Regions from separate parts of the Mus musculus genome. Here regions 2, 3, 4, 5, 6 and 7 are each linked to region 1. The links are chromatin contacts, called in public promoter capture Hi-C maps. All regions are on one chromosome and are shown on one strand. Each heading gives the region's core, a stretch centred on a gene start, on an enhancer-like site or on the middle of the called end of the contact. The rest is flanking DNA. Distances are from core to core; before and after follow the strand shown.

What was found. Promoter capture Hi-C pulls out the DNA fragments that hold promoters and counts their contacts.
Region 2: a contact with region 1 is called in a promoter capture Hi-C map of liver, with 4 times the contacts expected there. The contact joins the promoter of Setx here to the promoter of Brd3os in region 1. A contact is called at or near these places in 1 of 39 promoter capture datasets (liver) and 1 of 115 datasets of contacts at active chromatin or transcription factors (large pre-B cells).
Region 3: a contact with region 1 is called in a promoter capture Hi-C map of liver, with 4 times the contacts expected there. The contact joins the promoter of Ttf1 here to the promoter of Brd3os in region 1. A contact is called at or near these places in 4 of 39 promoter capture datasets (hippocampal neurons, liver and neutrophils).
Region 4: a promoter capture Hi-C map of liver shows a contact between it and region 1, with 5 times the contacts expected there. The contact joins the promoter of Camsap1 here to the promoter of Brd3os in region 1. A contact is called at or near these places in 4 of 39 promoter capture datasets (hippocampal neurons, liver and pre-B cells).
Region 5: a promoter capture Hi-C map of liver shows a contact between it and region 1, with 5 times the contacts expected there. The contact joins the promoter of Ubac1 here to the promoter of Brd3os in region 1. A contact is called at or near these places in 4 of 39 promoter capture datasets (hippocampal neurons, liver and pre-B cells).
Region 6: a contact with region 1 is called in a promoter capture Hi-C map of hematopoietic stem and progenitor cells, with 3 times the contacts expected there. The contact joins the promoter of Ddx31 here to the promoter of Brd3os in region 1. A contact is called at or near these places in 8 of 39 promoter capture datasets (embryonic stem cells, fetal liver, hematopoietic stem and progenitor cells and 4 more).
Region 7: a contact with region 1 is called in a promoter capture Hi-C map of stem cell-derived epiblast-like cells, with 4 times the contacts expected there. The contact joins the promoter of Lhx3 here to the promoter of Brd3os in region 1. A contact is called at or near these places in 6 of 39 promoter capture datasets (embryonic stem cells, hippocampal neurons, liver and 2 more) and 1 of 9 other capture datasets (liver).

What each region holds. Positions count from the first base shown.
Region 1 is chr2:27,439,985-27,444,140 of GRCm38.p6, reverse strand. It overlaps Brd3os (bromodomain containing 3, opposite strand), which reads right to left and starts at 1,705. Exons shown (of 2, transcript NM_001360791.1): 1 at 1,327-1,705; 2 at 1-1,213. The coding sequence starts at 758. The coding sequence ends at 504.
Region 2 is chr2:29,123,130-29,127,285 of GRCm38.p6, reverse strand. Setx (senataxin) reads right to left here and starts at 2,294. Exons shown (of 26, transcript NM_198033.2): 1 at 1,737-2,294; 2 at 1,323-1,434; 3 at 223-412. The coding sequence starts at 399.
Region 3 is chr2:29,057,786-29,061,941 of GRCm38.p6, reverse strand. Ttf1 (transcription termination factor, RNA polymerase I) reads right to left here and starts at 1,679. Exons shown (of 12, transcript NM_009442.2): 1 at 1,639-1,679.
Region 4 is chr2:25,981,243-25,985,398 of GRCm38.p6, reverse strand. It overlaps Camsap1 (calmodulin regulated spectrin-associated protein 1), which reads left to right and starts at 2,117. Exons shown (of 18, transcript NM_001372499.1): 1 at 2,117-2,617. The coding sequence starts at 2,461.
Region 5 is chr2:26,019,333-26,023,488 of GRCm38.p6, reverse strand. It overlaps Ubac1 (ubiquitin associated domain containing 1), which reads left to right and starts at 1,729. Exons shown (of 10, transcript NM_133835.2): 1 at 1,729-2,092. The coding sequence starts at 1,955.
Region 6 is chr2:28,838,530-28,842,685 of GRCm38.p6, reverse strand. Ddx31 (DEAD/H box helicase 31) reads right to left here and starts at 2,280. Exons shown (of 20, transcript NM_001033294.3): 1 at 1,826-2,280. The coding sequence starts at 1,834. It overlaps Gtf3c4 (general transcription factor IIIC, polypeptide 4), which reads left to right and starts at 2,326. Exons shown (of 5, transcript NM_172977.3): 1 at 2,326-2,803. The coding sequence starts at 2,459.
Region 7 is chr2:26,204,781-26,208,936 of GRCm38.p6, reverse strand. Lhx3 (LIM homeobox protein 3) reads left to right here and starts at 2,362. Exons shown (of 6, transcript NM_001039653.2): 1 at 2,362-2,592. The coding sequence starts at 2,499.

The DNA.
Region 1 (4,156 bases), core at 456-2,955:
AGTGCTAGCCTCTAAATGAGTGCCTTCGCAGCCTGGTAGAAGAGAGGATCCGATTCGTCACCATCAGAATCCACTTTCCCCACACTCGATTAGGCTTGGAATCACTTCGGGGCACATTTTGCTTAAGGACACACCTATATAAGAGGCCACATCTGGTGGCTAGTGTGGATGCTATCACAACGCAGTAATGTCACTACCAGCACTGCCCCCCTTTCACATGCCACTGCAGTGAGCTGACAGATCTGGGACCCTGCAAGAAGAGTCACCTCCTTACCCTGGACCTGATCCATTCTATATCAGGCAGCAGCTCACAGCAGGTGAGGGTCGGGGTGTGTGTCTCTCTTGCTTCCCTTTTGTTTGGAAGCATTTCCTGGGCTTGGGCAGTGAGAGGAGCATCTAGGTACCTGTTGTGCCCCTAATAAAGTGTTGGATGACATTCTTGGGTGTTGCGTTTTTATACCACGGCTTGATCTTCATGGCCATCAAGGGTCTTCTCCCTGGAATTACATGATTGAGCAAAACTTAGACTGGCCAGTGTCCCTAGAGACCCCAAGCTGGTTTTTGTCTCGAACTAAGATGGCCTCATTTCCATACTGGGAGTACCACATGCTGCGGCTTCTGCTCAGGTATGTACTAGGTGGTACAGACTCCAACTTCTGCTGCTCTTGTTGCCAAATGAGCAAGGACGTATCCCTGTACCGGAGGCGGGCATAGGATTCTGACAGGGCCTTTTCTGCCAGCGGGACTCGCCCACTCATCCCACAGGCCCAGCGTCCTGCACACCTGGCTTTCCTCCTAGGCCAGGAACAGCCGGCTGCTGTGCTTTGTAACTAGTTGGCCAACAACCTTGATGGCTGTTGGGTTTGGGAGTCCTTGTTCAACTTAATAGTGAAAGTAGGTAACTTAGACCTTCCATAGGCAAGATCCTCAGGAGGGCAGGAGAATCCAAGACACATCTCTGACCATTCAGGAGCCACGTGAGAGCCATTCCAGACAAAGTGCTCTAGTGTTGACAGTGACTCCACACCACTCCTGGGAAGCTTATCAGGTGTCCACTGCCGCTGCAATACTGCTGAGCTCAAAGAGATGTATCCAGGGTGTCTGCAGCAGGGGCTGGCCTGTCCACCCCGCTCAAAACACAATGGGGATGTGGACTAAGCGTTGGTTCAGGTCCTTTCTTCTAGCCAGTCTTCCACTCTTACCAAGGGTGACACTACAAAGGGAAGAAACTGTCGGAAGGGGAGGGGAGTCGGGGACAGGCCCAGCATGGGCCTCACCACCAGGAGCAGCCTCTATGGGCCAGAGTGTTCAAGCGAGGTTACTCACGGATGCAGCTTGCTGAGCTGAGCTGAGCGGAAGGATGAGGCGGATGGACAATCGCAGGTCCCTTAATAACCCACAGACGGTTGGCGGTCCCAGGGTCTCCTCTCCGCTGGTGAGAGAAGCGGTCCTCAGCTATGGAGTAGAGAGCTACTGGAAGGAGGAAGGATGCGAGCCCTACGCCCCAGCGGCCAGCAAAGTCACCGCTTGCCCGGATGCTCCAGCGAAGCAGACTTTGCCACCGGCGCTCGCGGACACGCGTGGGCCTGCTGACGCAAGGGATCCAGGTCCCGGGCAGAGCCAGGAGGCCGCGGCTACGTCTCCATGGCAGCGTCGCAGGCGTGGCGAGCCGAGCACCGAGGACCAGCCTGCAGACGGACACATCGATCATTCTGTGGGCGGGGCCAAAGACCTAGAGGGAGAGGAGGAGCGTCCAGAGGGCGGTGGGGAAGGAAAGGGGAAGGACTGGAGTGGGAGGGGGAGCTTGGAGAGAACTTAGGTTAGGGGGCGGAGAGAATAGGGGGAGGAGGAGATCCAGAGAAAAGGGAGAGGGGAGGAGCTTGAAGAGAGGAGGAGCCGGAGAAAGAGGCAGAGCGAGATCCAGGATAAGGAGAGAGTGGAGAGAGAGGAGGATCCCGAGAAATTTGGGAGTGTGTAGTGGGGGAAGAATCTAGGAGATGGGGAGGCTCTGGAGGGGGGAGCATGAAAGGAATGCTAGGAGAAGACAGAGCTAGGGAGGAGAGGATGAGGATTGAGAGGAGGAGCCTGAAGAGGCAGAGGAAGAAGAGGCGTTTGGGGGAAGCAGAGTGGGCATTGCAGAGTGGAGGGGGTGGTAAACACAAAGGGAGAAGCCAGGATAGAAAAGGAGCCTGGGGAAGACACTCTGGAGTCAGGACTGGGAGGGAGATGGGGCTAAGAGCTGGGGAGAAGAGCTTGGGGGCATTGTAAGGAGGAGCATGGAGGGTGAGGAGCGGCTAGGAAACCTGGAGGAGATGCTGAAGAGGGATTAGGAGTTAGCATTAGGCACCTTCCCAGTTCTCGATCCTAACATGGTTTCTGAGGTTTTCTTTCTTTCTTTCTTTCTTTCTTTCTTTCTTTCTTTCTTTCTTTCTTTCTTTCTTTCTTTCTTTCTTTCTCTCTCTCTCTCTCTCTCTCTCTCTCTCTCTCTCTCTCTCTCTCTCTCCCTCCCTCCCTCCCTCCCTCCCTCCCTCCCTCCCTCCGTCTCTCTCTTTCTTTCTTTCTTTTTTTGTTTTTTCGAGACAGAGTTTCTCTGTATAGCCCTGGCTGCCCTGGAACTCACTTTGTAGACCAGGCTGGCCTCGAACTCAGAAATCCACCTGCCTCTGCTTCCCACAGTGCTGGGATTAATTTTATGTTTGGGTTGGAGCTTTTGTGGTCTGGAGTTTGACGCCACGGCCTTGGGCATGTTAGGCAAGTGCTCTAAGGCTAAGCTTTGTCTTCAGTCCTTATTTTCTTTGTGCAGTTTCCTTCTCAGACCTATTGCTGTTATTATTGACATCCCACTCAGATGATGGGCACATTTGTTTTCAATTTATTTAATGTGGTGTGGGATGCATCATTTCAAAAGTAGCTGCGAAATTCCGCCATTCCACATACTGCTCATTTGAATTGTCCTAAAGCCCCAGGAAAATTCAGCATACACTCCTATTACACCCGACCAAACACTGTGACCCCGTGTCCATCATTTTTCTGCATAAGTTCTATTTTCACACTTTAGTCCGATGCCAGTTAAGAATATTGACATCAGTGGGTGTTGGAAAAGGAGCAGGGTGGGATGGTGGTGGCAGGAATTTTCGAGGCAGAGGCAGGCAGATCTCTGAGTTTGAGGCCAGCTTAGTCTAGTCAATGAGTTTCAGATCAACCAAGGCTACCTAGCAAGACCTTATCTCAAAAAGATAAGAGAGAGAAAAGAAAAAAGAATATTGACACCATGGACAGCCCCAAAACAAAACCAAAGTACAGAATACCATTTTGTTGTTGTTTTGTTTTGTTTTGTTTTGTTTTATTTTTCAAGATATGGTTTCTCAGTGTAACAGCCCTGACTGTCCTGGACTCGATTTGTCGATCAGGCTGTCCTCAAACTCACAGAGATCTGCCTGTCTCGTGCCTCCTGAGCACTGAGATTAAAGACATGTACCACCACTCCCCAGGATGGAATACCAATTTTTCCCCCCCATGGCTCCACTCGCTCTGGTCTGCTTGCTCACTCACTTCTGCCCTGCTTGCTTCGGCTGTATTTATTTCATGTATGTGAGTACACTGTCACAGTCTTCAGACACAGCAGAAGAGGGCGTCGGATCCCATTACAGATGGTTGTGAGCCACCATGTGGTTGCTGGGAATTGAACTCAAGACCTCTGGAAGAACAGTCAGTGCTCTTAGCCCCTGAGCCATCTCTCCAGCCCCAGAATACCAATTCTTTACATGGGCATTTATCTGTCTGCCTGCCTGTCTGTCTGTCTATGTATTTGTGTGTGTATATGTGTGGTCATGCACATACCATGGTACACATGTGAAGACCAGAGTTCAGCTGGAGGGCATCTGCTCTTTCACTTGGGATGGAACTTAGGTTGTCAGTATTGGTGACACATTCCCTTGTCACCTATTGACCCATGTCACCTACTGAGCCTGTCTCCGGGCCTTCACCTTGTTTATTCGTTAGTCTGTGTGTGTGTGTGTGTGGGGGGGGTGAGTGGCATGTGTGCATATGGAAGATGTGGAAGTCAGAATTCAGCATGCAGGAGTCGATTCTTTCTACCATATGGGTTCCAGAGGTCAAGCTCAGATAGGCTTGGTGGTGCGCATCTTCACCTGCT
Region 2 (4,156 bases), core at 1,045-3,544, 1.7 Mb before region 1:
AAAAATTTATAACAAAATAACTGCAACTGACAGATCATGAAACTGCACTTTTAAGTTTCAATTCAAGCCCAAAGTAGTCACAGCATCTGTTATATACTGGGGTGCTAGGTGCTGGAGTGGGACTAGATTTCAACACTTTAGTTAGGATCAAATTTCCCTGAATGCTTCCTTCCGACAGTAAGCTCCACTTTGTCTTCCTGTTTAAGAGCTACTGCAAATTACCTCGTGCAAGAACGGCACCTCATCTCTGGCTCGGTGGTACTCAGCCACACACTCTAAGCAGTAGCAGAGGTCTTCATCAGCTGTCTGAAATTCACTTGACCCAGTGCTAGATGCATAGCGCTTTAGGACATCAATGGTGGAAGACCCACCTGGAGTACACCAACAGCATGTGCTCATGCTGCACCTGTAGCTAAAAAGAACAAGGGACACTTACAGAAAATTTAACACTCAAGACTTACTCTTTACGACTTTCTACTTCATCTAGAAACTGCCTCCACAGCCAAAATACTCTGTTGGTCCATCTTAACTGATTAAACCCAAATCTGAAAGCAAGGCAGAGGTGAAGCACAGTAGCAGAGTAGGGGTCATGCAAAGGAGTTGAGGCTTGGTACCATGAAGAGAGCCTATGAGAGGCTATTGGTGAAGCCTAGCTACAGCGGAACAGTGTTTTGGAGATGCCAGTACCATGAGATGACCAGAAGAACAGCAGAAAAAGTGGAGTATAGGCATCTGGAGCCTAGAGGACAAGGTATGGGCTGGAGAGATGCCTCAGGGGTTAAAAGCACAGGATGCTCTTCCAGAGGTCCCAGGTTCAATTCCCGGTAACGACCAGTCCAGGAGATCTGACACCCTCACACAGACACATGCAGGCAAAACACCAATATGCATAAAAAGTAAATTATTAAAAAAATAAATATTTCACTAAGTGCTCCATTGAGAGTGCTGACACCAACTCCATCTCTAGAGCAGTAACCTCAGGATCACCTTGTCCCTCTCCTCTGCTGCATCTGAGTCTAGCACTCCTCCTTTCTTGAGTCTTCCTATTCTTTCATCATTTGCCCGAATTACTAAGTCTAATCTCTCTGCCTCACCTGACCTACCTCCAAAAATTCCTAACAAAATGCTGCCAGAGGTTACTGCACACATTAGACTTATTTTAAAAAAAAAATTAAAGATTTGTTTTATTTATATGAGTACAGTGTAGCTATCTTCAGACACACCAGAAGAGGGCATGTCAAGGTATGGATCTATGCCACATTTTTAACTCTAGTACTTATCAAATAACTAAAAAAGAAGTTATTGTTTAATAAGACAATTACCTTGACCAAGGTCCTACAGAGAAGTGATGCTCTTTGTGATTGCTGGGCTTATCTGTGAGATGTGGCTCTGCATTCAGACAGATTCACACTTTGGCCCCCAAAAAGAACATTTCTGAAATTAAAATAAAAACTGATAAAATGTCCCTTACATTATGCATCTCACCTGGGCCTTGTGTCATCTAATGAGTTACCTAGGTCAGGTTAGATCCACACACTACTGGGGGGAACGGCTTAACACTGATCCCCCCCCCCAACTTCCCTAGGGACTGTTCTCCTCCAGGGGCCAAATAGGCACTTGATCACATCCGCTGTGGGCGTACGGGAGGCTGTCCACACCGCAACGCCTGGTACGGCGGGGAGGGCGTCCGGGTGCCCATGCGGAAGCGACGCCAGGACAGAGGGTCGGATCCTTACCCGGGAGGCCTCCCTCGCCCCGAAGCTAAGGGTCCTCGCTGTACATCGTTGCCCAGGGCCGGCGGTGCTGATGCCAGAACAGCAGAGATCCGGGGGCGGGCCTCGCTTGCAGGAAACACCAAGCGCTGCCCGCCCTTGGTAGCAGCGGCAAGCCGCCGCTCTCACCAAACGCAGCTCTCCAGAAGGGTCACAGCAGGCGCCCGCTCCCGCAGGCCGCGCGCAAGTTCCCAACGGCAGTAAGCCGCGCGCCCCTCACCGCGCACGCGCTCTCCTCTCCTGCTCGTTCGCCCGCTCGCGGCTTGTCCGCGGCGCGTCTCACCCCGGCTAGGCCCGGCTGCAGCGCGCTAACCCACCTCCATGCCCCCCGCTAGAACAGCAGACGGAAGGGCAAGGCGACGCCCAACGCCCAACCCGCCGCTGCCGCGAGAGCGGACCCCGCCCTCAGCCCGCCCCCGCCAGAGCCGGCTTGTTGTGGTACACCAAGGGGGCGGACCATGGGGGCGGACGGGAGGTGGAAAGTGCAGCAGCGGGGAACAACCGGCCTGACCGCTGAGTGGCGTCACTTCCGGAACGAGGGGGGTAAGTCCGACCAATCAAGGACTCCCGTCCAAAGGAGCGGTAAATTAGCCGAGGAGCCTGTCCCCGCCCCTTTCCTCGTCCCGCCCCCTTTCTCACCCCGCCCCTTCCCCGACCCTCTTCGGGGAGATGCTTACCTGCTGGTTCCCTTTGGGCTCTTCCGCTCCCCAACGTCCGCGACGTCTGTCACGTTTCCGTCCGAAACCTAAACAATAAAATGTGTGCGTGATTCTGCAAGGGCGCCCCAAGTCGAGGGCTCTGCCCGTTTCCGACCCAGAACAGGCTCCGATAATGGAACACAGTCATGTCAGATTTCCCAAAGGACAGTTGGGTGGCCCAAAACCTCTCCTCCTCAAAAACGGAATTTAGGAAAAAAACAAATCACTTTACAAGCCCGGCAGCCTGTGGTCCCTGTACTCAGAAGGCTTAAAGCCAGCGCATCCAGGCCCAAAGGCCAGCCTCGTACAGAAAGCGATTTCGAGGCCTACATTACATTCACCAAAATTTTAAAATTAAAATAATTCTTTTTTTTAAAAAGGAAAGGGTGTGATGAGGTTTCAACTCCAGACCTGGAGGTCAGCGATTTGGAGGCCTAAATTAACCAAAAATTAAAAGTTAACATTCTTTCTTTTTCTTTTTTTTTTTTTCCTTTTTTTTTTTTTTTTAAAGGAAAGTGTGCAAGAAAGTAACTCAGGAGCACTCACCTGTCACACTGTAACACTGGGTTCCATTGCCAACGCCACAGAAAAGAACAAGGCTCTTAGAGGTGGCAGGTGGGTCAGAGACCTTCCTACCCTGGAGAACCTTAACGCAGAATGAGAAGCCAGCGCCTGAAGCACGAGGGTAAAGCTCTAAGGAACGTTCCAGAAAAGGGGGTGTGGTTTATAAGGCAGCAGATGACCGTTAGAGGGGCTTTAGCCAATCAGGAAGCGGCAGTTGAAGCTGACCGTTATTTTCTCCCCCCCCCCTTTTTTTTCATTTCGTCAAAGGTTTCTATCAAAATCAAAGTTGCAGAAAGTGGTTTCAAACTAGAAGCACTATATGTATGCATGGTTTTTAAAGTAACACATTTATGATAGTTTTTTTTTAAACAAGACTCTTGATAGCTAACTGAAATTTTCAGAAATGAGGGGAAATGATAGAAACTACCCGCAGTTCCTTGTCCCTGATGATACAGATCCTGGCAGAATTCGTAACCCAGATTTCAGACTTCAGCAATATACCATGCTTTATTCGTGAAAGGACATAAATGCTAAGTTACTCTTGAGTGTAAGAAACACAAGTCTGACGCTGGAGCGAGAGCTCAGCAGTTAGGAACACTTACTGATCTTCCAGAGGACCCAGAGTTAATTTTCTAGCGCCACATTGCAGTTCACATCTGTCTGAAACTTCGGTCCTAAGTGATGAGAACAGATGCCCTTCTCTGGGGCCGGCAATGGGTGCACATACAAGCAGGCAAAACACTCCTACACATAAAGATGAAATAAAAAGCAAATATATAATAATTACAAATAAGTATTACGTTACATTATATTTTTAGAATTATATAACATAAAATATAAATAATATATACACATGTGATTTGCTATAGAATAACTTAGGCCTGGATACCCTCCAAAATAATTATAAGGTGCACAAAAATGTTTTGACTTATGAAATCAGGACAAAACAAAAAAAGGTATAGACTAGCAAAGATGTTTTCCTTGTAATAGTATATTTGCCTTTATACCAACAGTAATAAACATGGTCTTTGCTACTTCTGTGGATTAAAATGAAGACATTTTCTGCAGCCCACAAAATGTGTACTTCCATCCAAGCTTCTTGGCTATTTCTTTAATCTTCCC
Region 3 (4,156 bases), core at 430-2,929, 1.6 Mb before region 1:
GTACCAGAGCTCTGTTTTAGACCTTCCTCCCTCAGAAATATCCCCCATCTGGAAAGTGGTACCTAGGGACGCAGGGGACCCTTTCAAAGACTTTGCAAGGTATGACACAGCAGGAGTGAACTAGGGCTAAGGATCTAAGACAGTCTTACATAATCACTGTAGCCCCAGAACCTAATCTGGTTCTGCTTAGTAGTTTTCATTTTTTTTGGCATGAATTAATGCTTTCCTTTTGGCTGTCCCTGTGCTGAGAACAGAAGGAAAACCCACAAGTGGGCAGTTGGGCTGTATTAAAATCACGGCTGGAACCAGAACACTCTCCAGAACAAGTTCTGTTTCTCTAGACCCGAGTGTCCCCTAGGGTAGCTACTAGCCAGATGAAGTTATTGAACACTTGAAATGGCGTAGGACCAAACTGTAAAACGGAAATGGATATGCTAGCCATCCATCAGTCTCTTCCCTGAGCACCACTGCCAGAGCTCCCCTGGTTCCTGACCCTCCTAGGAGTCATCATTAGGAGTCGGGTCCCTATTTTCCTCCACATCCTTATTGTGATAACACATTTAGTTACTCTTTTATTGGGGGCTTTTGTTTGTCTTTTAAAGCTGTTGAGCTCTTTTTGGGCCCCAGAGAAATTTTTGCCAAGGGCTGAGGTCACTTCGGTAACAATTAATTACAACCACTTTTCCTGAACCTTGTTTGTAATTAAGAAAAAAAAAAAGGATTATATTTTGTGTGTATGAATGCACCTCCTGTCTGCTGGGTGCTCGTGGAGGTCCCTAGAACTTAAGTCATAAATGGGTGTAACCTACTATATAGAACTGGCTGCTGGGAACCAGGCCCAAGTCTTCTACACAAGCAACAAGTGCTCTTAGCCGCTGAACCATCTCTTCACACCCTTACCCAATCTTGAGGAACGAGAGGGATTTATGCATTAGAGCTTAATTATTTATCCTCACTAAATGCGCAGGAAAAAGGGTGTAAGTGGAGAAGCTAAAAGTTTAAACTCCGGTCCTATGTTTGTGCAAGTATTTTACTTGCTAAGCCATCTCCTCAACCTCAACTCTTTTGTCTGTTATTCTTCGTGTAAAATCAACATCCTTTCAGACCTCCAGGGCCTTCAGGTCCTCATAACAAGGTCTGGCCCTTGCAGTTCATTTCTTGACATCCTCTGTCTTGGGAAGTGTTCCGATTTCCTAACGGCCTCGCGATGCCGTTAAGCCCGATGACTAGCCTCGGTGCGAAAGCCACTTTATCAGGGTACAGTCACGGACTCCAAACTGGGTCCCACCGTCCCTTCCGCACAAACTTCCCAAACAGCCCGGCAGTTTCTCGAGAAGCGCTCAGCTTCAACTACGGAGCGGAAAAGCGCCTAACCCACTAACCCCACTTCCGGCCCCGCGCAACCTCCGCTCACCACCCTAGCTTCTGACTGACCCTGCTCTGTCCCGGGCCGGCGACCGGAGGAACAGACTAGAAGGAACCCGCGGGCCGCGGCCTGGCTCCCAGGCCCCCACTGCCCCCGGCGGCGAGGAACAGGCACAACCGCCTCAGGCCGCAGCCTCACTCGGAACGTGGCACCAGCGCAGCCGCCCGCCACACTTGGGGCGCAGAAACTCAAGGAAAGCTCATCCAACCTACCCAGCGACAATGTAGCGCTCGTCTTCCAACCCGGAAGTGTTGTTAGGCGGAAATACTGTACTGACTTCCGGCCAGCTGCGCATCCGGCTGCCATAGTAACATGGAGGCGCGCAAGGATTGGACGCATGCGTAGTTGTCTATCTATGGTCGTGACGCTACGTATAGGATAGAGAAAAAGAGTGCCCTTCTAATTAAGCAACCCAGGCAAATCCCAGCCCTCCAGAAGCACAGGCAGGTATATGTGAGCTTGAAGCAAGCCTGATCTACAAAGAGAATTTGAAGCCAGTCTATACAGTGAGACTCTCATAGTAGTAGTAGTAGTAATAATAATAATAATAATAATAATAAGCCAAAACTTAGCTTATAAGCAGCCAGGCAGTGGTGGCACATGCCTTTAATCCTAGTAGAGGCAAGGCAGATCTATGAGTTTGAGGCCTGGTCCAGGACAGTCAAGGCTACACAGAAAAACCCCATCTCGAAAAGAAAAAAAAAAGTGAAAAATGTAATTGAGCCATCAAATTAGAGCTAATATCTATACCACTGGAACGTTAAAACAGTTACATTTTTGTGTGGTGATCATAAAAGTTGAAAGCTTTTCTCTTGTTTATTTGAGACAGGGTCTCATGTAGCCTAGGGTGCCTTCAAACTCACCATGGACTTCTCATTCCTTTGCCTCTACTTTCAGTACTGAGATAACAGGCAGGTACCATCATACCAGGTTTTATGCTGTGCCAGGGACTGATGCATGCTGAACAAGCACTCTACCAACTGAGCCGTATAGCAGCCTAAAAGCTGTCTTCTTGACTCTTACAACAATCCTATGTTGTGGGTATCTGTATTAGGTAATACTGTCTCAGTCCCTTCTTTTTTTTTAAAGATTTATTTATTTATTATATGTAAGTAAGTACACTGTAGCTGTCTCCAGACACTCCAGAAGAGGGCGTCAGGTCATGTTACAGATGGTTGTGAGCCACCATGTGGTTGCTGGGATTTGAACTTCGGACCTTCGGAAGAGCAGTCGGGTGCTCTTACCCACTGAGCCATTTCACCAGCCCTCAGTCCCTTCTTGTAGTGGGAAAATTTGAGGCTTTTGGTAAGATGATCTATCTGGTCCAGGGTTCCAATCCATGCTTTCCCCTCTACTATTCTTCTTTTCTTCAAACTACTGTGGGTTCCTCTGTGTGAGCTACTAAGCACCTTTGATTAAAATGGGCTGGAGAGATGGTTTAGTGGTTAAGAGCACTTACTGCTTTTCCAGAGGACCCAGGTTCAGTTCCCAGCACCTATGAGGTGGCTTACAGCTGTCCATAAGTCCAGTTCCAGGGGATGGGCTCCAATGCCCTCCTCTGACCTCTCGGGCACTGGGTGTATACATATGGTAGACATGCATATCATGTGCAGGCAAAACACTTATATACATTAAAAAAGTAAATCTTGAGGAAAATACCTAAAAAAAAATAAAATTAAATAAAAAAAAAGTAAATCTTTAAAAAAATGCACAATTTGCCAGCTGTAGTAACAAATGCCTGTAATTCCAGCATTTGTAATGCTGAGGCAGGAGGATCACAGGTTTGGGTTACATAGTGAAGCAATCTGGAAAAACTGTAAGCAAACACACCGAGTCAGGCTTGTCTGAGCAGCTGGAAGTTTGCGCTGTCTGCTTTGGTACTGACAGTGTCCACTGCTGGTCGGTAAAGCCTTGACATTCAGAGTTCAGATTGGTTATCAGTGTGTCTTGCTCCATGATGAACTCAGGGCCTTGTGGAAGTGGGTGTTTTTGCATTTAGTGCTGAAGATGGATCAGTGAACTCACATATACTGCATATATGTGGGGCATAGACTTTCCTGTAGGCCAAAACCCATATGAGTACAATAAAATAAAGCATTTCACAGAAAGAATTCTTTCTTTTTCAAAATTTTATAAATTTAATGTGCATTGGTGTTTTGCCTGCATGTGTGTTTGTGAAGGTGTCAGATCCCCTGGAATTGGAGCTATAGACAGTTGTTGTGAGCTGCCATGTGGGTACTGGGAATTGAACCCAGGTCCTCTGGAAGAGCAACCAATAACCATTGAGCCTCTAAAAAGAATTCTTATTTTTCATATGTCTGCATAATAGACATCATTACTGTACCACATTAAAATCCATGGACATGGAGCAGGAGAGACAGCTTATTGGTTAAGAACACTTGTTTGGGGCTGGCAAGATGGTTCAGCAGGTAAGAGTACTGACTGCTCTTCTGAAGGTCCTGTGTTCAAATTTCAGCAACCACATAGTGGCTCACAACCATCCATAATGAGATCTGATGCCCTCTTCTGGTGCGTCTGAAGACAGCCACAGTGCACTTATTTATAATAATAAATAAATCTAAGAAGAAGAAAAACAAGAACACTTGTTTGCCCTTGCAGGGGACCCAGCACCCACATGGTAGCTCACAACCATCCATAACTCCAGTTCCATGGGATCCAACAACCTCTTCTGACTTCTGCAGGCTTCAGACAAGACATAGGTACATAAAC
Region 4 (4,156 bases), core at 868-3,367, 1.5 Mb after region 1:
CAGACACCACATGCAAACTGCAGACTACAACGTGCCATGAACACTCAAGACACAGTAAACAAAGCTAGGTAGTATGTATGTATGTATAAAAAGGACTATGCTCCATGCCAAGTGGAATTTCTTCCAGACTACAGGGGAGGAACAGTATCTGAACACCAGACAATGTTATAAACGACAGACAGACTAAAAGCCTCTACATGACCACCAGATACAAAACAAAGCACCACACAGATGTACAATGGATGGATTTTCTGAGCTTGATAAGAGACACCCATCAAACCGAACAGCATCACAGTCAGTGCAAACTGGATGCTTCCACCAGATCACAAGACAAGGGGTCTGCTTTCCCCTGCTATTCCACAGGGCACTGGGGCTCTAGACAAGGCAGGAAGGAGGTAAGAATGCTCTTTACCCACAGATAACATGTCTGAAACCATTCAACTAGCAAATGGATTCCTCAGAGCTGCAGAATACAAAGCCAGAACATCAGACCACCATCCCTGGCCCCCTTTCTTCTCTCTCCTATATTCTCAGGTTTGTCCTGTTACCTACCTGGCATTCCACCCCCCCCCCCCCGGCCCCATCCCAGTCCGGCCAAGTTCTGCTGTCCCACCACCTTTGGCCCCAAGTCTGAGCCTTGCTGGTTTTACACACCGGGGTTTAGATCAGCCTACCATAGCAGCCCAGTCTACTGCTCCTCGGACAGACACTAGGCTCACTTTTTACTCCTTTCTGCCCAAATGTCATTCTCTTCGGTCTCTCCATGGGTACCCAGCCCTAACCAATTTTTATTTCATTTTATTTTAAACAGGGTCTCACTATGTGGTTTTGGCTGACCTGGAACTCGATTAGAAACAGGGTGGCTCTGAAGTCACTGAGATGCACTTGCCTCTGCCTCCCAAGTGCTGGGTTCAAGATACTTGCCACATGAGGCCACTATCCATTTTTTGTTTGTTTTGTTTTTTGAGACAGGGTCTCATCTCCAGTAGCTGAAGCCGGCCTTGAATTTCATCTAGATCCTCCTGCCTCCAGTCTCCCCACTGCAGGGATTACAATCATGGGATACCATGCCCAGGCTCATCCGCGGCTCTTTCTGACTACATCATACATGCACTTGGACTTGAGGGACAGCTACCTGTACAACATCCACTCTACACACTGCCTTCTTCATACATAGGGCGGCTCTGGCAATGACAGAAGTTAAACACCTTGAAGTTTGCAGATGATGGTTAGTAAGGTCACCCACGCCCGGGCCGGAGGGTTCCTGAGCCTTCCCAGGGGCTGGTGCGCACACAGTCCGCTCTTCAGTGACATCTTTCTCCTTCCGCACCCAGTTTTCAAAAATATACTATTGCTCCTTTCAAGCACTAAAATGCAGGTCACACGCGACGATGGTCCTAGGCTGGCATCCATTTCCCTTAGATGCCAAAACTGGTTGAGAGATCTGATAGTGCCCACCGAGGAGGAGGAGGAGGCGGAGCTCGCGGTTGCTCCGGACTCCCGAGAGCTGCGGGGATTGTTTCTCTGGGCTAATCTCAGGCGCAGTTCTCGAGCCGCACACACTCTGCGACGCCCACTTTCTGCCAGTCCGGGCGGAGACGTCTTGGCATCTCAGTCCACAGATGCAGCACCGGTGCAGACTCTAAGGGCGCTCAGTTCTCAGAGAGCTGGCCTTGCCAGAGGTAGAGGCGAACGTCTCTGCACACAGGACTGAGGCTCAATCAAGGCCAGAGATTAGTCTCTCAAGTTGCTAGGAAACAGGCTAGCCCTCAGAAGAGAATACTGCGCCTGCGCGGGATCCGGACAGGGGCGTGTCCACTGTGCCGGGGGGTGGGCGGGGAGGGGCCGGATGGACTAGCGTGTATGCAGCCTTGAGGACGAAGTAGAGGCGGGGCCGAGGGTGTGTCCATAGCTACTAAGGACACGGACTGGGCTAGGTTAGAGGGGCGTGCCTACTCTGCAGGACCAGGGCTGGGGGCGGGGCTGAGGGTGTACCCAGAGCATCTGAAGAAGGGGACAGGTACGGAGCCTTCAGGAGGAGGGCGGGGCGAGCGGGCGGTGTTACGGGCGGTGCCTACTGCGCTTGCGGAGAAAGGTGGGGCTGCGGGGGGCGGTAAGTGCGCCTGCGTGACGCGGCGGCGGCGCGTTAGCTCCCACCCGTTGGCCGCCGCCTCAGCTGCCGCTTCTCCTGGGCCGCGCACGCGCCTCCGCCACCGCCCCCGGCCCGTGCTCGCACCGCGCTTGCCCCGCGCCTGCCCCGCGCCTTCCTCGGCCGGCGCTTGCCCGCCGCCGCCTGCCCGGCCCGCTCGGCGCCTTCTCGGCCTCGGCTCGGCGCCCGCAGCATGCAGCAGCCTGGGTGGCGGCGGCGGCCGTGAAGTAAGGGCCGTGCGCCCGGGCGGGCGGCGCGGGAGGGCGGCGGCGTCTTTGTTGCGGCCGGGCTGCCGCGGCCTTTGTCTGCAGATGGTGGACGCGGGCGGTCGCTGTGCCGCCGAAGGCTGGAGGAGGATGGAGGCGCCCCCGGAGGGCGCCGACCTGGTGCCGCTGGACCGCTACGACGCGGCGCGGGCCAAGATCGCCGCCAACCTGCAGTGGATCTGTGCGAAGGCCTATGGCCTAGGTGGGCGGGCGCGGCGGGGTCCGGGGTCGGGGGATGGGATTACAGGGAGACGGACGGGGAATGAATCCGGTTCCAGGATGGTACTAGAGGGGAGCCGACGGGGAACGCACTGGTTTCGGATGCGACCGGGAGGTGTCGGACGGGTATAGGAGCCGGGGTATGGGACCAGAACTGGGGTCGGACTACGACGGGGGATGGGACCAGAGGGGAACGCGACGGCCGCAGAATGGGACCAGAGGGAGACCGACGGAAACGACCAGGTATGAGACCAGAGGGGTCAGAAAAGGGACTGACATGCTGGGGGATGAGAGCAGAGAGTTTCGGACGTTGGACAGACGGGGCAGGTTGGGACCAGAGGGGATCTGACGGGTCTTGGGGGGATGAGACGCACGGGAGGAGGTTGTAAGGTCTAGGGACAAGGAATGGAGACAGAGCCAAGATTGAGAATGAGGCCGGTGACAGGGCCAAGGCGCGCCTTCGCGTGGTGTCAGTTCAAGTCTTGCTGTTCTGGCGGCGGCCCAGGTGAGCGAGCGCTGAGGTAGCCCAGGGTCGGTCCAGGCATGGGACTGTGTTCGCGTGTCATCCATGCTCTCTGAGTCTCGGTGGGTGGAGGGTGCCTATCATGTGCAGTGTTATTCTCTGGCAATTGGACTGGTCCTCTAAGTCCAAGAAAGACTCTTACCTAAATAACCACTGCTTAGCTGTTCCTTACTGCATCAGGGTGACTAGAAGGCTGGATAGTTTGAGACTTAGTCTCAAACTAGAGTTCCAGCCAATCTGGTTTATATATTATGAAATTTGGTACTTAACAGAACAGAAGTTATTGGATACTCCAAAGATACATTATGTGTAATACAGATTGTATAGAAACCATCATCTCCTTTGGTTAATTCCTGTTGTAAAGAGCAAGGTAACCTTGTTTATGAAGCCTAATATGCTTAGTAGGATTAGGATTCTCTGATTTGGTGCTCTGGGAACATTGCAGACCAAATAGTGCTGGTAATGAGTTGGTTGGGAGGCTCTAGTATCAGGGCAGGTGTCTTGTTTTAGGCATAAAACTATGATAAATGAAGCATAAATTACCCTTGTGCTGGCAAAAACATTACCTGAAGACTTGGGTTACTGAGATAACCCTTTCAGGAAAGGGTTAGGTGACCACTTTGGAAAACTTGCTAAGCAGGTGTGCTCGGTGACAGTGGCCTCCAACTAGTCATAAGAACAAACTGTTTTGTGAGTCTTGGGATTAAATAAACTGCTTTATTTTAAATTTACTTCTGTGGTATAAAACTAGCAGTGAGGAAGAAATTCTTTTATAGTTTTCAGTGTTATAATTCTTGGTCACTGTTTCTATTCAGTGCAGGGCTTTACCTTACTTAAAAAAGTGCAATTGAAGAAGTTGGGTGGTAGCTGCCCAAGCTTTTAATACCAACACCCGGGAGGCAACACAGAGAAACCCTGTCTTGAACCCCCCTTTCTCCCCCAAAAAAAGTGCAATTGAGAAAAGGTGTCTGCTACCTACCTAGAGCAGCGAATGAGTGT
Region 5 (4,156 bases), core at 480-2,979, 1.4 Mb after region 1:
TGCCAGCCAAGGAACTTCACTCAACCCTCCCCGTTGCATCCCCAGCATAAACAGCAGGTACTCTACGAGCACGCGCCTTCCTATAGGCAGGCAGGGAGGGGACAGCATGTTCTCTGAAGCAGAGACTGAAACTGGACAAGGTACAGAATGGCACCAGATGGGCAGAAGCTGAGTCTCCATGCAAGCTCCTTGCCTTAGCCCAGCTGGTGAGTAGAGGGAGATGCATTCTCCCTTGAATACTGCATGAGCACCCACAGAGCTGTGCCTGCCGGGCTTCTGTAGTAAGGCTGACCTGGGAGGCTGGGCAGCCTATCCTTCCTCATAGTGCTCTGAGGGGTATCTCTGTGTTCACATAGAAGCCTGGAGGTTTTGGAGGAGAGGATCTGTTGTCTCCAGCTCCAAAGGGACCTCATACACACATTGCAAAGATCACTGTCTCCACAATTCCTTCTGCTCACTTCACTCTTGGGAATCCTGGAGAGCCAGATCAAGCATATGGAAGGGACTTGTCCCGTGTCCCTCTGGGTACTTCTTTCAGTATATCCAGTGGTAGGATGCTGAATGGGCTATGTGGAAATACTTGCAAACATTCTTATTATGCCCTAGGTGGCACCATGACAGGCTTCCAAGAGAAAGAGGACATTAGGCCTCTGAAGACTGGGGCTTAGTAGCCTAGGCTTTGGACAAAGAGCAAGGGGTTTGTTGGGGAGAGGCCTGGGGAACTTGAAGACCAGCTGGAGGGGCCTCAGACCCACTCCTCACAACCCTTATTGCTTAGTTCTGTACCATCTGCCAAGACACAGATCTGTGGCAAGAGCTCATGGATCTTGTCAAAGATGACTATGAACTTGAACTGTTCCTCCTACCTCCACACCACCATTCCTGGATCACTAATAATTATGATATTATTTATTTTTTATTTGTTTTTTTTTAGCTTAAAAAGATTTATTTTGTAAGTATTGTGCTTACATATATGTATCAACAGTGTGTCTGATCTTCAAGATAATTCTGAAGCACCATTGTGGGTTCTGAGAAACACAGGATCCTCAGCAAGAGTAGAAAGTAATCCTAACCACCGAGCCAGGGCCCCCCATCCCGTATGTGTGAGTGTGTGCGCGCATGCGTGTGTGTGTGTGTGTGTGTGTGTGTGTGTGTGTGTGTGTGTGTGTGTACGCACGCGCATTTGTATGTGTTTTATGCAGGCTTGTATTCCAGAGTGGTTCTGAACTCATTATGTAGTCAAGGATGACCTGTTTGACCTTCTGGTTCTGCCTAAACGTTCAGGATTATAAACCTGTGCCAGGCGTATGCTGCGCCGAGGAGCAAACCCAGGGCTTTGTGCATGGCATACAAGCACTTACAACTGTGACACATTTCTAGTGCCCTGACCCAGACGTATTATCTTGTGTACTTGACTCCGGAGCCCTTTTCAATTCCAACAGACCAGCAAATCAGGTAACAAGGCTGGGAGGTGCTGAAGGAATGAGGTATATGGAGAACTACAACTCCCGGTATGCATCTGACCCACCTCACACATTAATTTTTGGTAAGGGGGCCGTGAGCCTGCCTGGGAACGACAACTCCCGGCGTGCCTTGGTGCACTTTACCTATTTCCGGCGCGGTGCGGGCGGGGGGTGCGGGGGGTGGGGTGGGCAACAGCAGAATGCCTGCCAAAAAAAAACCACATTTCCCGGCATACCCACGGGCGCTCATTACGCACTTCCGGCGCGGCTGCGACCGCGCGCTCCGGGCGGCTACGGCGACACGGGCAGTGGCAGCAAGGGTACAGCTCCTGCCCCTTCAGTGACGGGCGGCGGAGCTGACAGGAGCCGGGGCGGGGCGGCGGCGGCCAGCGAAGGAGCGCACGGCGGCCCGGCCCCGCCCCTGGTCCTCCCGCCAGCCTCAGTGACCTTCACTGGTTCGGGCGGCGGGTGCAGGCCCGGGCGGCGGCGCGATGTTCGTGCAGGAGGAGAAGATCTTCGCGGGCAAGGTGCTTCGGCTGCACATCTGCGCAGCCGACGGCGCCGAGTGGCTGGAGGAGGCGACCGAGGACACATCGGTGGAGAAGCTCAAGGAGAGTTGCCTCAAACATGTAAGGCCGAGCTCCTTACGACCCAGTTCCACCTCTGCCTCCGTTCTGAAAACCAGAAACCTAGACTTATGTCCCAGACTCCGCCCCAGTCCCCAGCCTTCTGGTTGCCCCGACACTCCTATCTCTACCTAGACGCCAGATTTTCGCTTCTTCCTGGACCGGTCCCCAGTCCCTGCCGTGCAGCCCGCTGCTCCCAGCCTTCGCTCCTCCGGGCCTGGGCAGCGCCTTCCGCTCCTCCAATCACAAACCTAGTGCTCAGAGAAGAGCATCTGGCCCCCGCTGTTGAGCGAGCTTTATTTAATTTCTGCAACGTGCTAGGGAGGTGAAGGCGAGAGTGAACAGAGACTGGGAGAGGCAAAGGCAAGGGATCATGGTTTTCTAGCCTTGGGGCTTGCCTGCTGTTGGGATGAGCTTTTAGTTTCCTCCAGAAGCTGGAAGTAACTAGATCCCATTATAAGAGGACTGGCTCCTTGCCTGAGGAGCCAGCTGCTAGGAGCCCATGGCCGGGACTTGACACTTAGCAGTAGTCACTTAAAATAGTGTCACTGTGGGACAAGTTCCTTGGCTTCTACTTTCTATTGGGGCAACAGTTGATTGAGTGGGAAGGTCCAGGATGACTGTCTCCTGCCAGCAAGTGGCATTTGTTAAGTTTACTTACATTCAGTGAACGTTGTACTATAGTTAGCCTTTTAGTTTTAGTTAAGTCTTGGAATTAGTTCTTGAAGCCTTCCTGGCTCTAACTGCTCCCAGTTGAAGATGAAACAGATGTCTGTTAGACACTGGTAGCCTATGGAAGCACCATGCCAGACAAGATTAGTGCCAGATAGCTTTTTAGAGGGGACTCTTCGGAAAGTTAGGGATCTACAGCAGTAGGTTGTGTTAAAGTTCAGCATTGTGTTTCCTCTAAAGGCAGTCTTCAAGTTACTATAGCAGCTGCTTGCAAAGGGTAGTTTATCATCTGTGTGCCTTTGTGTAGTCAGTGTGTAATGTCAGGCAGGCTCCAAGAGATCTGTTTCAAGCCCCTCTTCTGCAGTGCATTAGATGTTGAGTAACCGTGGGTCTCAGTGTCTGTGGTTCACCTCAATGAGGCTCACATACAGGACAAAATGTATTTTAGACTGCCCAAGGAGTCCCCAACCTTTAAGCTTGTGTTGAGCCTGTGGATTTTCTCAATAGCAAGACCCAGAGGCTCAGCAGAAGCTTAAAGACTGGGGCCTCCTTGGGCATCTAGACTGTTCCCTAGCATCCATGCTGGCCTAGTACTATGCTGTGTCATCTCCTAGGTCAGTTCCTCGGGGGCTGAGCTTGGAGTAACTTCAAAGTCGGTGTAAGGATTGAAGGAATGAAAGGTGTCAGCCTCAAACCACATGAGCATGGGATGTCACCTTCACTGCTGTGATCTCTTGCCTAACTCACTTGTGGTGTGGATATACGTAATGAGCATGGCAGTATTCTATGAAGGGGGTAGGGAGATGATTCACAGATGCTTGCTAATACATTTTAGGGGCAGTATGGTTAGGCTTAGGCAGCAGGTTTTGATATGATGCTAATTATTTGTGATGTTTAATATTCCAGTTGATATTGGAGTTGTATCATTTTGACCATTTTTGTCATTATTCTTGTTTAAATTGAGACTATTCTACTCCACATTTTCCAGGGCAGAGGGCTGAAGCAGCAGGAGAATTTCACAGCATTCTAGATCACAGGGCTGGAGAGCAGAGGCATTAGAACTGACCCACCTCCGGGTCCCATCAGCTCTAGGAGTCACACTGCATTTATTAGAAAAGATGATCTTCTCGTTGTACCTGACTGTAAACCTGTCATGCACAAGATACTTTATCCTGACCTGACTTCCATGTTCTTTATTGTCCTGTGCACCCTGGTTACTGGGGTTGTTATCACTATTATTTTTTCTTCTTTCCTCTCTTCCAGAGGGGTATGATAGAGTTTTTTAAAAAATTTTTTCTCCCACAGCACTCCTGGGAATTTACAGCTGTATCAAGGAGAGGCTTGTTATTTAAATTCTTAAGGAAATAGATTTGGTTTTTGCCTCCCCCTTTTTGT
Region 6 (4,156 bases), core at 1,031-3,530, 1.4 Mb before region 1:
ATGGCAACTGTAGGAGGGGTTATATCTTTTAATTTTTCTTAAATGAAACTCTATTACTTTAATAACCAGAAAACATCCTTAAGAAAATATTTTTCATAGTATTAAGACAGAGCAACCCAATTTAAGCTGTGAAGGGTCTTCCAAATAGTCTATTAGTTATCCACACCGAGCTCCCTCATTAAGCATATCTGCTCAGCACATCTTCCACTCCCACTTGGATACATAAACCAAAGCACAGATTATCAAGGCCTCGGTGGGTACCTGCAGTACCGTTATTAGTTTGGGTGTGAGCACATATGTCATGGTCAGCATGCAGAGGTCACCTGACAACTATGAGCTCTCTCCTTCCCCCTTTACATAAGTCTTAGGATTAAACTCTGAACATCAGACTCAGCCACAAGCACCTTCACCCACTGAGACATCTCACTGGCCTCTATTGCCTCCCCCTCCCCCTTTTTTTTTTTTTTTTTTTCCTTTTGAGAGAAGTCCTCACTATGTGGTTCTAGTTGTCCTGGAACTCATTATGGTCTCAAACTCAGAGATTCAATGGCTTCTACCTCCTCGGTGCTGGGATTAAAGGCATGTGCCACCACACCCAGCCTGCATTATCTCTTAATCACTTTTGAAACAACAGTTGAAGTAACGATAAAATCTGTTCACTCAATTAAATTTTGAATTTCTTTTTCTTCTTCTTTTTGTATAGTTGAGGATGGAACTCAAAAGCCTTGCATAACTGGGTAAGCAAGATGCATGTTCCTGCTACAGGGCTGGGCATATGCCACAAGCCTGATTCAATGCTGCTGACCTAAGGCAGCTGTCTACTTCCTCAAAGGAAACACAATTGATTTTATTTCTATTACTGGCACATAGCAACTGCCTCTAAGGACCAGACAATATGCAGTTATTGCAGGTATCCCATTGGAGTCTCATAACAATCTTCTATAAAACAAATTCGTGTTCCTATTTATGGATAGGAGAGACTAACTCCCCCCAAGTCACATAGACTACTGTATTCCAAAGCTGACATCTATACCAGCCCAGGTCTACCCTACAGTAAATCCTATGCCCTCTCCTCCACTATCCGGAGGGTTGTCTGTATTTCTCCTCCCACATAGTTTCAACTATACCAATGGCTTGCTGAAGAGTCCTTACTCATCACCTTCTAAGCTTAATAAGGTCCCTCCTTCCTTCTACCAAGGTGCAACTAGGCAGTGGGTGTGTTAGTCAAAGGAGTTTAAAAGCATTGGTTGACCTGAAACTGGCTGGGCAATTTGTATTTCATTATTATCTTTTGGGTGAGGGGGATGAAGCCTCCTATCACATCTTCCCACTTTCAAGAAGATAAACCAGCAACCCTAAAACCATCTTTTTGCTGTAAGAGTCACTTTTCTCCTCTCGAGGGAACGGATACGTGGATGAAAACGTCCCGTTTAAAAGCTCAAAGAACCGAGTCCAGTCTCCATTCCTAACAGAAGTGACCCTTCCTGCCAGCAGAAGACCTGGCTCCCGACAGTTAAGACCTCATGTCTCAGGCATTATTTTCCAGCTTGGATACACCCAGCCTCCAATCCTTATGCTGACTAGTCCCCCGTCCCGTCCCCCCCTCCCCCCAGCTAGTCTCAAGAACTTGACTAGTTACTACAGCCTGCAATTCTAACCTAAGTTCTCAGACAATCTCAGGAGCCCGCCGGTCTCTTGCTCCCAAGGCGGGGTTCCCCGCTCGTTCACGTGTTTCCGAGAGCAGCCCGGCAGCCCCTCTGGACATCTTAAAGAACTCGACCGGACCTGATCACTGTGGCACCTCCCGGGCTGGGGTTGCACTCACCCGCTTCATCTGGACCTGAGTGCGTCCGAAGCACGTCCTGGAAGGCCGGTCAGGCAAAGTGCTGCAGACAGTAGCCAAAGCCCAAGTGCGGAGCCGCGGAACCAGCAGGGAGCCCAGGTAGCACGTGGAGAGGGAGGATCTTCGCAACTATCGCCGGTCCGCCGCCGCCCCTTCCGGGTCCGGGAGCCGGGACGGCACGCACCGGCGGGAGACAAGAGGCCTCACACGCCTCCGAAACCGGAAGAGGCCGAGCGCCGCCCACCCAGCAGGGTCTCCTTTAGCCACCACGCTGGTCTTCTCAGCTTTTCAGTCACCCACGGAGGCTCACTCTCCCGTGGGCTCTTAGTCGGACCTAGCACCCAGTGTCTAGGAAAGGGACTCTCTGAAGCGCCCACCTTCTCCGCGTGTCTGCAGGCGCGCCTCGGGTCAGCCCTACCGGAGCGCACTTTCCAGACAGGCAGCTCCACGGCCATCTAGCAGGGTGGCGTTGCCTAGCAACGACGGGGTCCTTTCTGGCTCGGTGGCGCTCGGGGCCTGCGGGGAGTGAACGGGCGCGGAGGGCGCTGGGAGAGGCCGGGGCAAGGTGGCGAGCGTTCAGTGTGCCGGTAACCCGACCTCCTCGCTCCTAGTAAGATGAGCGAGGCGGACCAGGCCCTGGTGGGGCCCAAGGCCGACGAGCCCTCGCCGCCCGCAGAGGAGAAGGACGAAGGGGGCGGGAAGGAGGCGGCTGCCGACGCGGCCCCCGGGCCCAGCGCCTCGTTTCGCCTCATGGTGACTCGGCGGGAGCCTGCCGTGAAGCTGCAATACGCGGTGAGCGGGTTAGAGCCGCTCTCCTGGTCTGAGGACCACCGCGTGTCTGTGTCCACGGCTCGCAGCGTCGCCGTGCTGGAGCTTATCTGCGATGTGCACAACCCAGGCCAGGATCTGGTGATCCACCGCACCTCGGTACCCGCACCTCTCAACAGCTGCCTCCTCAAGGTAAGTCGCCTCCACCGCTTCTCCCGCGGACGCGCCACGGATCCCAAGGGAAGCTGGCCTGCACCCGGCTCTAGGATTCCATGTGCATCCAACTCTTAATGAAGGGGCTAGCCTCGCCGCAGCTTTTAAAAAGTCGTGCAAGCGTCTTCACTGTTCCTAGACACCCCCGCCCCCCCAGCCAGGATCCGCTATCCATTCCTTCATTACTGGTGGATGGAACAGTTAGAGCCGTTAGCCCCGGGATTTCTGGAACTCTTGTGACTCCACCCCGCAGCTGACCCAACCCCTGACCTGTCTACCGTTGCTCCTATTGTCTGGGGCCAACTCCCCAGGCCCTGGGCTGGCTTTGTGTTTTCATTCTGTAATGCAAGCGCCCTCCTCTCGCGCCACTTTTGCTTTGAGAAGAAAAACTGATCTATTTCGTTACCTGTTTGACGGTTTCATTGTGAACGGTCCTTGTGTCTCCTTGGGTAGACAGCTCTTAAATCTGGAAGTGTGATGAAAAATAAAACCTCGGAGAGCATCAGGTGCTTAGACTTCCAAGTCCAAGGTCTCTGTAACTCTATAAATTTACTGCCTTCAACTTCATATAACCCAAGTTTGCTCCTGAACTGTAGAGTTTCTAATTTTTGTTGTATTAATGTAACCATTTTCAAACATGGTTTACTTTAGTGAGCGATGTTCCTTTTCATAGTCTATAAATGTAAAAACTTACTTTTATTTTATTTATACCTTCTGTATGTATATGCAGTAGGTAATCTGTCAAAGTGGGTGTGTGTCAAGTGAGTAGGTGCCCAATGGAGTCTGGGATAAATCAGAGTAGAGACAGCCCCTGCCCTCAAGGAGGTTATTTATCCTTTGGCAGGTCATGAACAAATAATGTAGTCTTAATATCATGGTGTGCTATAAAGCTATACACACGTATAACAGTATGCTTATTTGAAAGTAAAGTTTTTCCATACTCTTCTAGACAGCCATTCCAAATCCAGGTGATTAATCACGGGTACCATTTGAGTAGCCTGAGCTCTTTTTAGCACACTTGATTCAAATTTCAAACACACTGTTGATTTGGATAATATGTTTATTTATTTTTTTTTTATTTTATTTGGTTTTTGTTTTTTCGAGAAAGGGTTTCCCTGGCTGTCCTGGAACTCACTCTGTAGACCAGGCTGGCCTTGAACTCAGAAATCCACCTGCCTCTGCCTCCCAACTCAGAAATCCACCTGCCTCTGCCTCCCAAGTGCTGGGATTAAAGGCGTGTGCCACCACTGCCAGGCCTTTTCTCTTTTAAATAGCATCTTGAGCTTGATAATCTTGCCTGGGATTACAGACTCACAGATTTAATTAATTATT
Region 7 (4,156 bases), core at 1,113-3,612, 1.2 Mb after region 1:
ATGCTGAGACCTGCATCCTCAGATTGTCTCTGAACCCACAGAGCCTGGGAGGACCAGCCAGTCAACTAGAAAGCTGTTGAGCCTCTCACCAAATTTCCCTCCCATCTGTGCCCAGCCTGGGGCAGATTGCCCTGCAGGCACCTGGGAACTTCTGCTCAGGACCCTTCAGCTCTTCAGTAGCTGGTGGGTTTGCATGCATGAGCCTTTTCTGGAAATAGGGGTTGGAGAAAAGGGACTAAAATCTGCCTTCAGAGTACTGGATGCAGGTGGTTGAGTTCGTAGTTGGAGGCTTCTGACCTGTGCCTGCAAGCAAAAGGCCTTTGGACCCAGAATCTATTCCACGGAGTGGGTGAGGAGTGCAGTCCCAGGCTAACAGCTCAGAGGCTCCCAAACCTGAGTACTATGAACGTGGCACCTCTAGCCAAGGCCCAGAGCCCACGACAGCAAGTTGGAGCCACTATGCTACTCTGTAACAGGTAAAGGAAGGTCCAGAGAAAAGGCTACCTCGAATTATAAACTAGTCAGACCCAGCCCTAGAGTGACGCCAGCCTGACTCCGCCTGCCCAGGCCTGGAAGGGGCCAAGGGCGGGGACAGAGGAGGGGCGGGGCAGGCTTGTGAAGGTCCCCAGCACGCTGGTGCCTCCTTCAGCACCGCGGACAGCGCCAGCCCAGCGAGTGGGCCAAGGCCTGAAAGAGGTCCAGCACTTCCAGGAACACCCCGCACGAACCACTGGATTAGTGACTGCCATGCTGCTAGAAGCAGAACTCGATTGCCACCGAGAGAGGCCCGGTGCCCCTGGAGCTTCTGCCCTCTGTACCTTCAGCAGGACTCCAGGTAAGAGCCATTGCAACCTACAAGTCTCCATGCCAGGCAGGAAAAAGAGAAGAGACAGAATGCAGAGGGGTGACCAGGAGGGAGTGACTGCGGAGAAAAAAAGTACAAGGTGACAGCAGGCAGGAGAACAGGAAAGCTACAGGGTCAACAGTGACCAGAAAGGCCTGGGGCTGGTCCTAGAGATTGAATGTCCCACAGCTTCCAGAACTGCTTTGGCTTGCAGCAAGAATCCCCAGGCCAAGTCTCCCGCTTGAACTCTGATTCCCCAAGGGCCATTTCACTGCCACGGACGTTGGGAAATAATGGAGGCATTGTTGGCGGCAAGCCAGATGCCCAACAGTGTGGAGCCGCCCCTTCCCTAGTCTAGCCATACATGGCCCCCGCCCCACTGCCCTCTGCAGCAGCTGACACTCAATGGCTCACATCTCAGCTCACCCAGCACCCATTTCACTCCAAGCTAGTGTTCCCTGACCTCGGAATAACAAGTACAGAGCAACATGAAGGGACGGCTGCAGGCACAGGGCTCTTTCCGAGGCAGCAGCTGTGCTGGGACCAAGTGGAGAATCTTGCGTTCTTTCATTCATCCTTCCCATTCTGGGGTCTGATCGGTCACAGTCCTAGGGATGGAGGCAGAACAGGACAAGAAGAGGAACCAGGAGGGTGGCAGCAACCTGCTGATTCTGCAAACACTTCTAGGGTGTCCCTAATTGTTACCAGGGCACTATACCCTGCTGGATTCTAGTTCCTACCAGGAACTGCATAGGTCTGGCGCTGTCTCCTGGCTGGGTAGTAGGAGCCCTCAGTGAGGGCTCATGCAAGGATAGGATGATGGGTTCTGGTGGGCTCACCTGTTCGAATGGGGATGAGATGTGGAAATCCAGGTGCAGGGATTGTTCTAAGGAATTGGGGTGGGGAAGTAAGGGTAGATCTCAGGGCTTCCGCAGCTCAACCCTTTTCTGGCCTAGAGTCTTGGTGTGTTCCCGCAGAGGACACCGGATCTGAGGTCCTAAGAATCGTTCCTTCTCGCTGTACTGGCTCCAGGAGGCACTTCTAGTGGTGGGGTCCAGAGTGTCAGAGTTGGGGGACCTTCAAATCGAGCTCCTCGTAGCTCTACTGTGGCTTCTTTGCCACCACGTTCCCTCGCGATGGCTATCAGGTTGCCCTTCTGCTGACCAGGTGTGGTCTCAATGCTGTCCAGCTCCGGTTCAGAGTCTAAACGTGAGCAAAGAGAACGCAGTTCCCTCCCTGCCGCTTCCCTCGGGACCTCAGCCTTCCGGGAGGCTTAGCGAACTTGCTTGGGGCAGGGGCGAGCATCTGTAGGAAGCCTTGAGTGGTTACTGCGCTGTCTCCGTCCTCGGGAAGTGCAAGCCAGACGGCTTCTAGGCACCTCGGTTCCGGCTGAAAGGTGCACAGTCTCCAGTGGCCTCCAGTGGCCCCGGGAGCGTCTCTGCGACCCCCGGCCCAGCCCCGCCCCGCGGCCCCGCCCCCCACCGCTCCGCCCTCCGCGGGCCCGAGGCTTGGCGCCCAGAGGCCTCCCGTGGGCACAGCGCCCAGCAGCGACACGAGTCGCTCCGACGCCAGCTCGGAGTCCCTGCAACGGTGGCCTCGCCAGACCCAGGGGAAGTTCAGGGTCGGAGGGCGGCAGCACCAGGCACCTGGCCCCATGGAAGCTCGCGGGGAGCTGGACCCGTCCCGGGAATCCGCGGGCGGAGACCTGCTGCTGGCGTTGTTGGCGCGAAGGGCTGACCTGCGCCGAGGTGGGTGCCCGACGGAGAGGCTGCACTGAACAGGCCCAGATGTCCTCGGCTTTTTCTGGCCCTTGTGCGGAGGCCAGCAGAAGCCAAGGTATCTGGACAAGGGTGTGTCTGAGGGGCTCTGACATGGCTAAGCAAAGGCATCTCAAACCTCCAAAGTGTGTGGCCCTCCTGGTGCTGTGTTGTCCTGGCTTTGGGAGCCCTTGGTGATCCAGGAACGGTTTAGGAGACCTTTTGCAGCTCTGAGCTGGCTGAGGCCCCTGAGCTGGAGGGAGCATGTGAAGATGTTTCAGGACTCAGGAATCAGGGAGCAGGAGTTTCTCCTTAGGAACTGCCTTCACTCAGTTCCTTTCCCCCCATTTTCAGCGAGATCAGGTCTGGGTCATGCTGAACTCATCTCCCCTGAGTCGAGTCTTAGTGTCTGCACCGGCAGTTTACCACTAGGCTGGTGGTCAAGACGCGATTACAGGGAAAAGTGGAACTTGTCCGGGCCCCCAGTTTCTTGATCGTACCAGTCTTTTTGCAGGGCTTTGGTTCTGGGGAATAAAAGCGCTCTCCGTTTTCAAGCTGAGAGTATAACAGGATAGGAAAAGAGGAAGTTAGGCTGGCAGAAGGTCTGTCGAAGCAAGTGGGAAAAGGATTCTATGCAGACTGGGGGTATCGGATATGGCCTACTTGCTTATTTATTTATTTATTTATTTATTTATTTATTTTCCAATGGTTTATGGGATGGGTTACCCGCAGGAGCTGGGAGGAAGAGATGGGAGGGGGGATGAGAAAGGGAGGGAGGAAAGCTTGGTAAGCTAGGCTCCAGAGAGAGTTCTGTGAGGCTTGCTAGAGCACTGTTGGCTCCCGAGGCTCCACTGGGCCCTCCAACTCTGTGTAGGAAACTGTACTGAGACTGGAGTTCACCATGCCACGTAAGCAAGAGGAGATCGAGGGTGGCTTCACTGGGAGGCTTGACGGTGGCGACGGCTTTTGTAGGAAGCGGGTGTCCCCGTGTCCCTGCTGTGGGCTTCTTGGCCGAGGCGCTGTCCGTGCCTGGGTGCTGAATTTGCAGTGTTTGGCCTGTCTAGCCACCTCACTCTCTTCTGGGTATCCTTGTGGCCTTACGACGGCTCTGGTGGTGCTCTGGTACAGCTACAGTCGATCTCCACGTCCACACTTGGAGATGTGGTTTTGCTCAGGGTGGGACAGCATCCATCGCAGGCTTGTGCCCAGTGCTGGAGGGAGGTGGGGCAGTCCTTTTCTAATTCCTCCCACCAGTGGAGGCCAGCCTGAAGCTAGTTGTTTGCAGCTAGAGATGTAAAGACACTTGTGTGGGTATGAAGTGAGTGGGCCCTGGGTGCTGCACATGCATCTCCTTTTTCTAGTAACCTTTCCTAAATGGCGGGGATCTCCTTATCCCATGAACCAGTCTTATCCCACCAGCCCCTAAGACGAGATTACACCTTTAGATTTTTCCCACCCAGTTTCCCTGAGGCCTGCAGTCTTTGGGGGATGAGAACTCAGATGCTAGAAGAATTGGTGGTGTAGAGAGTTGAAGTCATCTACCGTGCACTGCAGT